4 separate regions of the Mus musculus genome follow, and all the other regions are linked to region 1. Evidence: chromatin contacts called from public ChIA-PET and HiChIP or PLAC-seq data. All regions are on one chromosome and are shown on one strand. The core of a region is the stretch at or near the end of the contact, and the rest is flanking DNA. Distances in the headings are between cores, read along the strand shown. Region 1 holds the start of Itpk1 (inositol 1,3,4-triphosphate 5/6 kinase). Region 2 holds the start of Atxn3 (ataxin 3). Region 3 holds the start of Cpsf2 (cleavage and polyadenylation specific factor 2). Region 4 holds the start of Ifi27 (interferon, alpha-inducible protein 27).

Region 1 (2,700 bases), core at 96-2,595:
TCTCGTTGTCAGGTTTGGCCACAAGTACCCTTACCAGCTGAGCCATCTCAGCAGCCCCACTTGACAGCATTCTTACTGCAGACAGGCCGCAGTGATCTGATACCAGGGATGGCGAACTTTTCTGACTCAGGAGGTTTCTTGCTAAAACTGAACCAAGGGGGACCAAGGACACTGCCCAAGGTCAGGATCTAAGCCGGAAAAAGGGACTTGGTGTAACTCCTCAAGTCTGGTCAAGGCCCGTTTCTGTCACTTTACTAACAGCTTTCATTTCTTCAAGCCTTTTCTCATCTCAGATCTTCAAAAATTGTCTTTATTTCCAAAGCCAGATAAAATGTCTTTCTTTACACACGGGAACCCATTTTTTTTTCCCTGTCTGTGTCTGGGGAGAGCCTCCAATTTCTCCTCCCAATGCCTAAAGCATAGGCTGGAGATGGCTGGAATGCTAAGTACTGTCCCATAGGCCGGGGTAGAGCAGGTGGCTCAGAGGATCCAAAGCACTAAGTCAGACGCCGAGCTACGTCCCTTCACCTAGCAAAGAAAAGGCTCTCCTGAAGATGCTATGTGCACTCTGGCTGCTTCTCTCCCTCCGCTGAAAGGGACCCCAGAGTGTGAACCTGGGGCAGTTGTGGAGATAGTACAGGACAATTGCAACGAATTGCCTCTGGGGGCAATCCCCGCTGTGCTGCCAAGGAGCAACGAAGCCCAGTGGTTTGGCCGCCCTCCAAGATAGACACAAGGCGCCCACACCACGACTCCCTCACCCCACTCTGCCCTGGCCACCATCCAGCACCCCGCCACTAGCGGCGGCGCCTTTAAGACTCATTGGCGCCCCCTGGCGGTAACCGGCGCTTCCTCCTCCGGGAGCTCTGCCCCAGGCCCCGCGTGTGCGTGGCGTGTGCGCGGGCGCTGGGGCAGGAAGGGCGGGGGACACGGCGGCGCGCTCCCCGAGGGGGTCCCCGCGCGTCCGAGAGGCACGCGCGGGCGAACCCTCGCCGCGGGAGGGCGTGCTCCAGCTCGGGCTCGAGGCTCGGGTGCGGTCTCGGGCGGCGGCCCGGGATCCCTAGAGTCCTCGAGCGGCGCACGGTGCTGCGGGGCGCACGTCCCTGCGCGGGCGAGCCCCGCGGGGCGGAGGGGGCGGGGCGGCGGCGGGGCGCGCCCACCCGCGGGGCCCAGCCAGTGGCGCGGCGCGCTGAGCCTCCGCCCCCCAGCCGCCGCCCCGCCCCGGCCCGCCCCGCCCGCCGCCCCGCCCGGTAGGACCGCGCGCTGAAGCCCGCTCCGCGTCCCCGCCGCCGCCGCCGGAGGAGGTGCCCGCACGCTCGCGGCGCGCGCCGGCCCCACACGCTCGGCCTGTGGGCAATTTCCTCCGGACCCAGGCTCCCGGGCCGAGGAGGAAGAAGATGCAGACCTTCCTGAAAGGGAAGAGAGTTGGCTACTGGCTGAGCGAGAAGAAAGTCAAGAAGCTCAATTTCCAGGCCTTCGCGGAGCTGTGCAGGTGAGGAGGGACGCGGCTTGGGGACCCCCGCGGCCCGAGCCTGGTTACCCTCGGCGGGCGCGGGGCAGACGACGGCGACCCGGGAAGGAGCGGCGCGCGCTGAGGGCTGGTTCGGAGCAGCAAGGTGGCCGCGGGGGGCCGCGGGCTGTGTCCGAGGGGAGCGTGGCCGCTGTGGGCGTTGGGTTCGGACCGCGGCTCTCAGGTGCACTGGGGTCGTGCCGGGAGATCCCTGGCCGTCCAGGGTGGTGGGACCCGGGAAATCGGGGAGTCCACGCCAGCAGTCAGGGGTTAGAGGGTACTTTTGGACTGGTGTGTTTTTCTTCCTCCCTCTTCTTCCCCTTAGTAGAGCAGGATACCGGCGTTTGTGTGGAGCCTACTACGTGCCTCGCGTGTGCACGGCTCCTGAAGCTGTCATTGCATATCAGCCGGCTTAAGCCCAGTTGAAATGAGTAGCGATACTTGGCTTGTCTGTGGTGATTTGCTGTCTCATTAGAGCCTCGCAGCAGCCTCGCAAATTAGCCAGGATGGTGATTCTGGGCCACGTGTCTTAGAAGAGGGACACCTACCAGCAGAGAGGTGGGGTACCTGCCTTGTAGTCCCAGGGCCAAGGAGTGGCAGAGCATAGAAAGTGATGGGTGGACCCACGTAGGGTAGAATTGTCTTCTGCCATTCCGGCTGAGCACCTCGTTCTCCCTGCGCTGGTGCTTCAGTGGCAGAGACCGAGGGCTTTGATGGAGCTTGCTCTTAATACATTACAGAAGTGCTGGGTTCCTAGAGTCAGGTGTGCCTTGCCTCTCCGCAGAGCTATTGGTTACAGCTTCTCAATGAAAGCCTAAGAGAATCCAGCCCCCACACCCCATCCCCGAAGCCTTTTGCAAACTCCGGGTGGAAACCTTTTGTTAGGTAGTCTTTTCACTTAGTAGATTTGACTTTTGAAAATGGACTTCACTTGTAGTTCCATCCCTGGTGGGTGCCCCGAATTTTGGAGAATTGAACAGTTGGGCTTCCATTATCCCTTGGTGCACAGGGGTTAGTTAGCAGTCTGAGCTGGCACATAGAGGCCGCCCTGGCAGCACTGCCTTGCCCCTCATGGCTGTCCAAGAGCCTGCTGCTTCTCTGCCCCAGGCAAGCCTTACAGGCCCTCCTTGACCACAACTGGATGGGATAATGCCTATTTATAAGGGGGCCCTGGTTCTGCGCCCCTTATA
Region 2 (2,700 bases), core at 161-2,660, 750 kb after region 1:
TGGAAGACTGACTTCCAGGCAACTGGGGTGAGAGTCTTAAGCCCACACCCACCGTGACACACCTACTCCAGCCAGGTCATACCTATTCCAACAAGGCCACACTTCCAAATGGTGCCACTCCCTGGTCCAAGAATATACAAACCATCATAAGTACCTTTAGTTGCAGAGATATTTAAGCTCAGTATTTTCTAAATTAAAAGCCTTTTCTTCTCTTCCCAAGACCCTACTCATTCTGTAAAGTATTTCTGGTTGGAGTATCACTTCTGCTTTACATGGTACCTAGAGCAGAAACCCACAAGTCTTTCCTAACAATACCCCCATCCCACCCCAGTCCCTCATCAAAGTCTTCTGTTTCCTAAAGCTTCAAAGTGGTCTCTCTCCATTCTCAAATCACTACTGGAGTCCTGACCACCAGAGTCTCTTCATTTCTCCCCAAATGCCTTTCAAGTATTGTTCCCCAGTGATCCTCTAAAATCCTAATTTGACCCCATGTCTCTAGTTTTAAAAATCTTTAACCGCCTGTAGCTTTTTTTTTTTTTTTTTTTTTCCCGGTAGGGAGGTGGTGGACAGGGTCCTCCTATGTAACCCTGGCTACAGGCTGGCATAGAGCAGCTGTCCTCCAACACAACATATGCCTTCCTTACCTTCAGGTACAATGAGCCTTTAGGAGACTGGGCCTTTGCTACATTGAAGAACCTAAAATGGTTCCACCATACAAGATACAACGCCCAATACAACGCTTAATCTTTGTCAATCCCCCCCTCCCCACCCCCATCCCCTGCGCGAGCCACTCAATATTTTGCTGGATTTTTCACTTCCTCACCAACGCTTCCTCCTTCAGAGATGGCGTATTTACCCCAGGACCTGATATTCATTCCAACAGCCAACTATGTTGGACAGTGTGCTGTGCTAATTTCTTCGTACCTACATTTCTTTATTTGTATAATATTACAAAAGACACACACACATCAAAAAATGCCGTATTAAATTGCGCTTACAACTGGACTATTCTAAGTCAGTCCTAACTAAACATTAGCTATAGTTTTTACACAAATATTAGGTATGTGGAGAATGCCTCTTCTGGAATGAAGTCTTCAGTGGGAGAGGAGTTGCTCACATAAAGATGAGGAGAAAGGACCAAAGAAGGTGGAGATGGAAAAAAAAAAAAAAAAGAAAAAAAAGAACCTAAAACTTGGCTGCGAGGATTCTCTTCTAGAACCCTAGAATCACAAGATTGTCCCGCGTAGAGAAGTTCCTCCGCACAGCAGGCGGCGCCGCAGCATCACGCTTGCCGCGGGGAGGACCAACGCCGCCCAGGTCACGTGTCCCGTGCTCCCGGGTTCGCGTGCCTCGTGACGTGCGCCCGCAGTAGTGATTGGTTGGCGAGAGGCACGTGGCTAGGGCGGGGCGGACCGGGGCTGAGGGGTGGGGCCGGGGGCGGAGCTGCTGGAGGGGGCTGCTCCGCGCCGGGGCCGTTGGCTCCAGACAAATAAACATGGAGTCCATCTTCCACGAGAAAGTGAGTGTGGGCGTTCGGTGGGGAGCCGTCCTCGGCTCGGCGGCGGGCGTGGGGAGCAGCGACGCCGCTTCAGGAACTCAGGCGGGGCCCGAGCGCCCCCATCCCGACCTGGCTGGGTGAGGGGTGCTTCCTGCCTTCTCCCCATGGCTCCGCTCGTGAAGCCTCCCGCATGCGTTCCCGGCACCCTCGCCCTAGAAGACCGGGCGGGTAGCCTGGGCATTTCGGGGGGCTTCACCCGGAGGATTAGCGCGGGCGTTCCTTGTCCACTTGCCACACCTTTTCGGGTTTCTTCTCTCTTCTCTCTTAGGGTCTAGTCTAGCGAGTCGCCTTTTCAGCACCTGGCGGACCCTTCCCAACTCCACCCACGCCCCCTAACCTGTCCTCTGGCAGATCCAACTTTCTCTCTCAACTCAGTTCTATAATGGAATGCTCCATGCATTTAGATCTTGATTATCCATCCCACGTCTTTCTGCAGTTGTGACCGTGGCTTTCCCATTAAAGGGCCTGACACTTCGGAAGTAAAGTAGGAAACCCCGGAGGGAAGTCGTCATAAGAGTTTTTATTACGGGGATGTTTGGGTTGTTCTCCCATTTTTCCGGACCAGGAGGCCAGCTTTGTTTTTAGGTATTATGGATAGATTAGAATCGTTCTACTGTGTGATTTGGCTTAGTCTCTTCCTCACCTTAATTCCTAAGTGACTACGCTTAAAAGTATTGCTGTGACATCTTGAGAAACTGGTCTATGTTCGCATACAATTATCAAGTCATTTGGGTGTTTCTCGGACAACCATGTTTCATAATCATTTTAGGTTTGGAGAGGGTTGCTAGTTGAGACTATTATTTCGTTGGGAGCAAAGGCCTTTGTTTTTATCACTTGTAAAGGAGCATTGACTCATAGTGTTTAAAATCCACGCACAACAAAAAGACAAAAATGATGTGAATCTAAGGACGTTGTTAAATGAAGTGCTCTTAAGAAGACATTTTGAGTGTTTTGGAACTGGAACAAGTTAGTTTGTGACAGGATTTCTTGTAGCCCAAGTTGGCTCCAGACTCCCATCGTCCTGTCTCTGCCTCCTGAGAGCTGGCTGGGATGATGGCCACGTGCTATGACTGAGTGAGCTCCCCCTCCCGGCCCCCTCCCCACATTCATTTGTAATTAATTTTCCAAAGGTTTTGGAATAA
Region 3 (2,700 bases), core at 23-2,522, 730 kb after region 1:
TCTCCCCAACAGTGCTCAGCCTTCTCAAGTTTTTAATCCCTCTTCTGCACCCAGGAATAACTTTGTTCTCCCAGGCTTAGCAAATTCCTCTTGATCTGGCTCAGGTGCAAGCTTTTCATTGTCCCCAGGTAAAGCTTCATTACTTAGCACAAAGGAGGCAGGAGGAGTGTTTGCCAAGGGATGATGATTGTGTCCAAAAGCGATCATCTTTGCATCTCCCAAACCAAGCACAGTGCTCGAAGCAATAGAAATAAATGTGCTGAACGCACTGAACCCACCATATCGGGAATTCCCCCAGGGCAGTGACTTCGACTACCTCTGCTTCATCTCGAATATATACCAGATACTTGCTTTCTCAAGAATGATCGTTCACGCTGAGGTCAACTAATGAGAAATACGCAAAGACGGATCTGGACTAGTCCTGGGGCTCACAGTGGGAGAAGTCTCTCTTTAATCGTTCAGGTAAAGAAAGGCTTTGAAAGGGGCAAAGGAATCGTAAAATTAAAGGGTAGAAAAGTAGGCATAGATGATGCTTAAGTTCTCCTTGTCACAGGGGCCAGAGTACTGGGGCTGGATATGGCCTGACTTCTGGTTTCCTGAAAAGTACGTAAGCAAGGAAACTAGGAATGGGATCTTGGGAAACGTGGTGATTGTGGTAGCGCCGAGAGAAGTTAATTCTATCAAGGCGTGGCATGAGCCTCTCAAGGGTCTTTGGAATTAAGGAGCTACGAAGGCACCTGCTGGCCTCGTGTTCTCTGAGCCCAAGATGGGAAAGGCAGAGATGGGGAGGCTTGGGGAGTACGGCGGTACAAGGGGAAAGAGCCCAGGCTGGACGCGGATTAACTTTTAGCTCCAGCTGATGAAAGCTCAGAGGAACTAGACAGGAGGGAGGGCAAGGAGGAAGCATAGGCGCGCCCCAACACCCCGAGGTTTCAGCCCGGGGAAAAGTCACTTCTCTTCCCCCTTGCGGAACGCTTGTTCCAGGAACCACGGAGACTGTCACAACCGAAACCGCGGGAGCGCGTCCGGGCGACACCGGGCCGACGCGGGAACCCATCCCCTTGAGGGCCTCCTCCCAACCCGAAGGCTCCTTTCCGTCTCCCGTCCTCACCTGCCAGGCCAATCTCCCCCCGGCACCGTCCGCCGCCCTTCCCAACCCCTAGTGGAACGCAGGTCGGAGAGCGAGCAGAGCTAGCGCGCGCTCAGCGGCGGAGAGCAGCCGGCAGGAGCCCCTGTGTGGTGGCCGCCATCTTGGGCCTGAGCAGAGCGGCTGAGGCGGGGACGACCCGGGCGACACCATCTGTAGGGGTGGTGACGAACCGGGTCAGGGAAGAGGACAGCGCAAAAGCTCGCAAACCTTGTCAGCCTGGATCCACGTCTTATTCAAAACGTGTCGCGATCATTCACAGCTTAAGATGTACGGGATTCGCGCGTGAGAAGGGAGAGAGAAGCGCCGGTTTGCCGACGCCACCCCCTCTCATCAGGGCTGGCGCGGCGAGTGGCAGCTCCTTAGGTCACGGCTTCCGCCGGCGCCAGTGGCCTAGCTCCCTGCGGCTGTCCTTGGTCGCCTTGTCACCAGGCTGAAGGTGGGTCTGGGGACCCCGGCGCCACCCGTGGTGGTGATGCGGGCGGGAGGGTTCTGGGGAACGCTCGCATGGAGGGGAAACAGGGTCGCCTTCGGTGACCCCTGCGCGCTGCCCGCCCCACGCCTTTTACAAAGACTGCTCTGGGGACGATCTGATGGCCTGGCTCTCGGGGGACTCGGAAGGGTTCTCAAGGATCCGACTCTTGAGCCCACAATAGGGAATGCAGCTCCTATCCAGAAGCGGGGCGCGGTCGCCCAGGCGTCTGTCTCCTCGTCCAACTCTCCTGATTGTGAAACCCGCACGTAGCCATTTGCCTTTTAAAAACAAGGCTTTCTGCTTGGTTTCCAGTCCGTGTTATGATCTCAACGGTTTCGGTTTTGCTCCATCCATTCCATATCTTAGGTGACACTTTGTAATAATTATAAAGAACTGTGGGGTCCAGTCCAACACAAGGTATTATCTCTTAAAAAGTCTACATGTGCCTGCAGTGGTGGTGGCGCATGCCTTTAATCCCAGCACTTGGAAAGCAGAGGCAGGTGGATTTCTGAGTTCAAGGCCAGGCTGGTCTACAGAGTGAGTTCCAGGGCAGCCAGGGCTTTAAAGAGAACCCCTGTCTTGAAAAACAAAACAACAAAAAAAGTCTACATGTTTCCAGCATGAATCCAGATAGAAGACTCAGCAAAATAAGACTCACAGCAGTGTCTGTTATTCTTGAAAAGGGAAAGAAACTTTAATCCCAGCACTTGGAAAGCAGAGGCAGGTGGTATTTAAGGGAAATACCTTGTGTTAGAGAAAAATATTAAGAAATATGTGGGATGTGGGGTTAGTTGTTTTTTGTTTTTAAAAAGTCTCACACACACACACATGGAGAGAGAGAGAGAGAGAGAGAGAGAGAGAGAGAGAGAGAGAGAGAGAGGCTCTGCAAAGAAGAAAAGAGAGGAGGAGTTATTTAACTGTTTACCTCCGTACACAGGAGAGAGAGTAGAACAAAAGAGCTTAAGCCTGATCAGGATACAGATTGTCTGGGGACTATGCTAATCCTGACTCTTTACCCTATACTTAAAGCAAGTTACTTTGCCACAACTAAATTTGGATTTCTTCATCTGAAAAAAAA
Region 4 (2,700 bases), core at 196-2,695, 730 kb before region 1:
TCCATAGCTGTCCCCAGCCCCACCCCCCAGCCCACTCTCCATTCTTCCATGGGCACTCACCCTTCGAACCAGCTAGAATGGTGCCAGAGACTGCCCCTCCAGCTTTGACCATGGCTGCTGAAGATGTCATCTTGGAGACAATGGAAGCCACCAGTGTCCCTGTGCCCGAAAACGCCATGAGGACCAGTTAAGTTTCCAAACAGGAACCGAATCTATGGAGTGAATTGGAGTTTTGATGAGATTGGAGACCAAGAGCTGGATTCCACCAACGAACCTGCAAACACTGAATGGCTCCCGGCTGGAGAGAGAGGCTGCTCAGAATTGGTGGCCACACTGGGCTTGGCCCCAGCCCTAGGGTCTGAGATCCTGCTTCTTGTAGGGATTAAGGAGCCATTTTAGACAGTGCAAGTGATTCACTCCAGGCCAGAAGGCTCCATAGCAAAGACCTTAGGCACCAAACCAGCCTGGTCCAGCTGCTTACAAGTGGCAGGCTGACTACATTACTCTTAACCCTTATAGCTCACTTCACCAACCTCTAGCCTTCAGAGACTAATAGGGCCTGGGGTCCCTTCCTTCTTGGAACACACCCACTATTTGGTTTCAGACCCAAGGACAAGAGACTGAGGTGCATATTTGACATGTCAAAGCAGACCTGACCTCCAGGTTCCAGACCTGGCCTCCAGGTTCTCCCAGCATCCCTCAGTCCCTCCCTGGCATACCCTGGCCCAACCCTTGAACTGTCCAGCCCAAAGGCTGGGCTGCCATAAGCCCAGGCCTCTTCCCTAAATGGTCCAGACATGCTGGTGTCTAACTGTCTCTTCCTGGACTTCTGTTCTCTCTTGGTGCATGCACATGTCTCTGTCTCATCCTCCTATCACCATAATGAGGTCCCTGAACTTGGTCCTTGTGGCCAGTGATCTTGCCTGAGAGCAGCTTCCTGATAAATCTGCCTATATAGAATTAATCTGACTTGAATTATCTCATTGCGCCAGCTTAGGAAAAATAACCCATTACCTTTATAGATAGGTGCCTTTTCAAGAACTAGACGGCTTCTGAGAGAGCCTGTACATTGGCTTCCCTTCAGCCTCTGAGGACTTTTGCCTCCTAGGCCTAGGGGCATCTGAGTAGGGTCTCTGTTCTGGACCTACCCACTGAAGATTTCCTGAAGACCCCAACTGACATCCCCACCCCCACTACTACCAACAGCTGGATCTTGGATTCGTTTCTGGAAAACCCAGTTCATTTCAGAGTGGAAAACTCTACTGTGGTCAAAGAAGACATACCCAATGATGTAAATAAACTAGAGGATGAGATAGGTTTCAATTTCCTCTCCTCCCTCCAGGCCCGTCAAGTCCACTGTGCAGGAAGACACACCCAGTGACTGAAGACAGCTGCTGAAATAAGTTTCGATTTCCCCAGCTCTCTCCAGGCCCGACAAATCCACTCTAGTTGAAGATACACCCCGTGACTGAAGACAGCCAATAAGATAGGTTTCTATTTCCCCAGCTCTCTCCAGGCCCGACAAATCCACTCAGATTGAAGAAACACTCAGTGATGGAAGGCAGCCAATGAGAAAAATTTCCATTCCCACTGCTGTTTTGGCTGGGAAGAAAAATTCACTATTCTTTTACTGAGGGTTCTGAGTGTTAATCGGTTTACAAAGTATTGTAAAATATAACACGTTTGCCAGTGGGTTTTTTTCCTTCCAGTGACAGTGCTGTGGGAGAAACTTGAAGTAATAAAATTGAGGTTGTAAACATTTATTAATAATGTCACTTAGAAAATATTAAGTTGCACGAAGTCGAATTTAATATTAAATTACACAAACTGGAATGTCTCCAATATGAAAGGAATGAAAGTGAAATATCACTGGGTTTCTTATACACTGTAGAAAATAAAATTTTGTACCATGATTGAAGTTTAGGGTGGCTGAGAAGGTTTTTGCTGTTGTTCACCAAGAATGAACCCAAATCTGGCTCCGTTCCTGTAACAACGGGCAACAACCTTGACTCATAATCAGACCTTTGTTCCCTCCCCATATCAAAGAACAGGCTCTAAAGGGCAACTCAAGAGAGCACCTCAAGGTCACAGCCACCTTTAAGTCCTAGTCTGCCATCAAACCCCCTAACCTCTTATTAAGAAAGGCTGAATTCTGCATGCAGGCAAGATAGACCTGGGTTGCAAACATTCAAAAGGAACAACACTGGTGAAATTAAAAATAATTCCGGCAATACCTTTGCTGTATAAATCTCCCATCTGTCCAAGCTGCCTGACTTTCAGTCTCCTGTCTCTGGTTAAATATTCAAAGTGTACCCTGGGGCTGGGACTGAAAGAGACCGAAGGGTGACAGTTCCTGCCGAATGCTAAGCCTATGGTGTAAATAAGTTAGTAAAATCTTGTGTCCAGTTATCTTTGTACATTAGCCAGAGCCTATTATTGTCACTGTTACCACAACTACTAGTTGTAGGCCTAGTAGGAAGCCTTTTCCTTAAAAAAAATGTATATTTATTTTTACTCTTTTATGTGCATGAGTATCGTGTCTGGGTGTATATATCTGTGCACCACACTGTGCTTGGTGTTGGAAGAGGCGGTGAGAGCCATGGGCATCCTGTGCAACAAGAAGTGCTTTTGACTACTGAGCCAACTCTCCATCCCACCTTCTCTTTTCTAATCCTCAAGTGTGTGGATGTTTTTCTCACT

What was found. ChIA-PET counts read pairs in DNA pulled down with a chosen protein or histone mark. HiChIP or PLAC-seq counts read pairs in DNA pulled down with a chosen protein or histone mark.
Region 2: a contact with region 1 is called in an RNA polymerase II ChIA-PET map of memory CD8 T cells, with 17 read pairs. The contact joins the promoter of Atxn3 here to the promoter of Itpk1 in region 1. A contact is called at or near these places in 1 of 39 promoter capture datasets (hippocampal neurons), 1 of 484 Hi-C or Micro-C datasets (embryonic stem cells) and 4 of 115 datasets of contacts at active chromatin or transcription factors (astrocytes, large pre-B cells, memory CD8 T cells and 1 more).
Region 3: an H3K27ac HiChIP or PLAC-seq map of extraembryonic endoderm stem cells shows a contact between it and region 1, with 7 times the contacts expected there. The contact joins the promoter of Cpsf2 here to the promoter of Itpk1 in region 1. A contact is called at or near these places in 8 of 39 promoter capture datasets (the C10 cell line, the HPC-7 cell line, cranial neural crest and 4 more), 4 of 484 Hi-C or Micro-C datasets (CD4 T cells, embryonic stem cells and regulatory T cells), 15 of 115 datasets of contacts at active chromatin or transcription factors (bone marrow-derived macrophages, effector CD8 T cells, embryonic forebrain and 9 more) and 3 of 9 other capture datasets (adipose tissue, liver and macrophages).
Region 4: a contact with region 1 is called in an RNA polymerase II ChIA-PET map of memory CD8 T cells, with 19 read pairs. The contact joins the promoter of Ifi27 here to the promoter of Itpk1 in region 1. A contact is called at or near these places in 2 of 115 datasets of contacts at active chromatin or transcription factors (memory CD8 T cells and pancreatic cancer cells).

The regions. Positions count from the first base shown.
Region 1 is chr12:102,703,514-102,706,213 of GRCm38.p6, reverse strand. It overlaps Itpk1 (inositol 1,3,4-triphosphate 5/6 kinase), which reads left to right and starts at 1,345. Exons shown (of 10, transcript NM_172584.3): 1 at 1,345-1,492. The coding sequence starts at 1,398.
Region 2 is chr12:101,956,953-101,959,652 of GRCm38.p6, reverse strand. It overlaps Atxn3 (ataxin 3), which reads left to right and starts at 1,410. Exons shown (of 11, transcript NM_029705.3): 1 at 1,410-1,519. The coding sequence starts at 1,496.
Region 3 is chr12:101,974,546-101,977,245 of GRCm38.p6, reverse strand. Cpsf2 (cleavage and polyadenylation specific factor 2) reads right to left here and starts at 1,272. Exons shown (of 15, transcript NM_016856.3): 1 at 1,112-1,272. Ndufb1 (NADH:ubiquinone oxidoreductase subunit B1) reads left to right here and starts at 1,508. Exons shown (of 3, transcript NM_001378525.1): 1 at 1,508-1,586.
Region 4 is chr12:103,432,934-103,435,633 of GRCm38.p6, reverse strand. It overlaps Ifi27 (interferon, alpha-inducible protein 27), which reads right to left and starts at 1,445. Exons shown (of 6, transcript NM_194067.2): 1 at 1,284-1,445; 2 at 61-212. The coding sequence starts at 178. It also overlaps a transcript of Ifi27l2a not described here.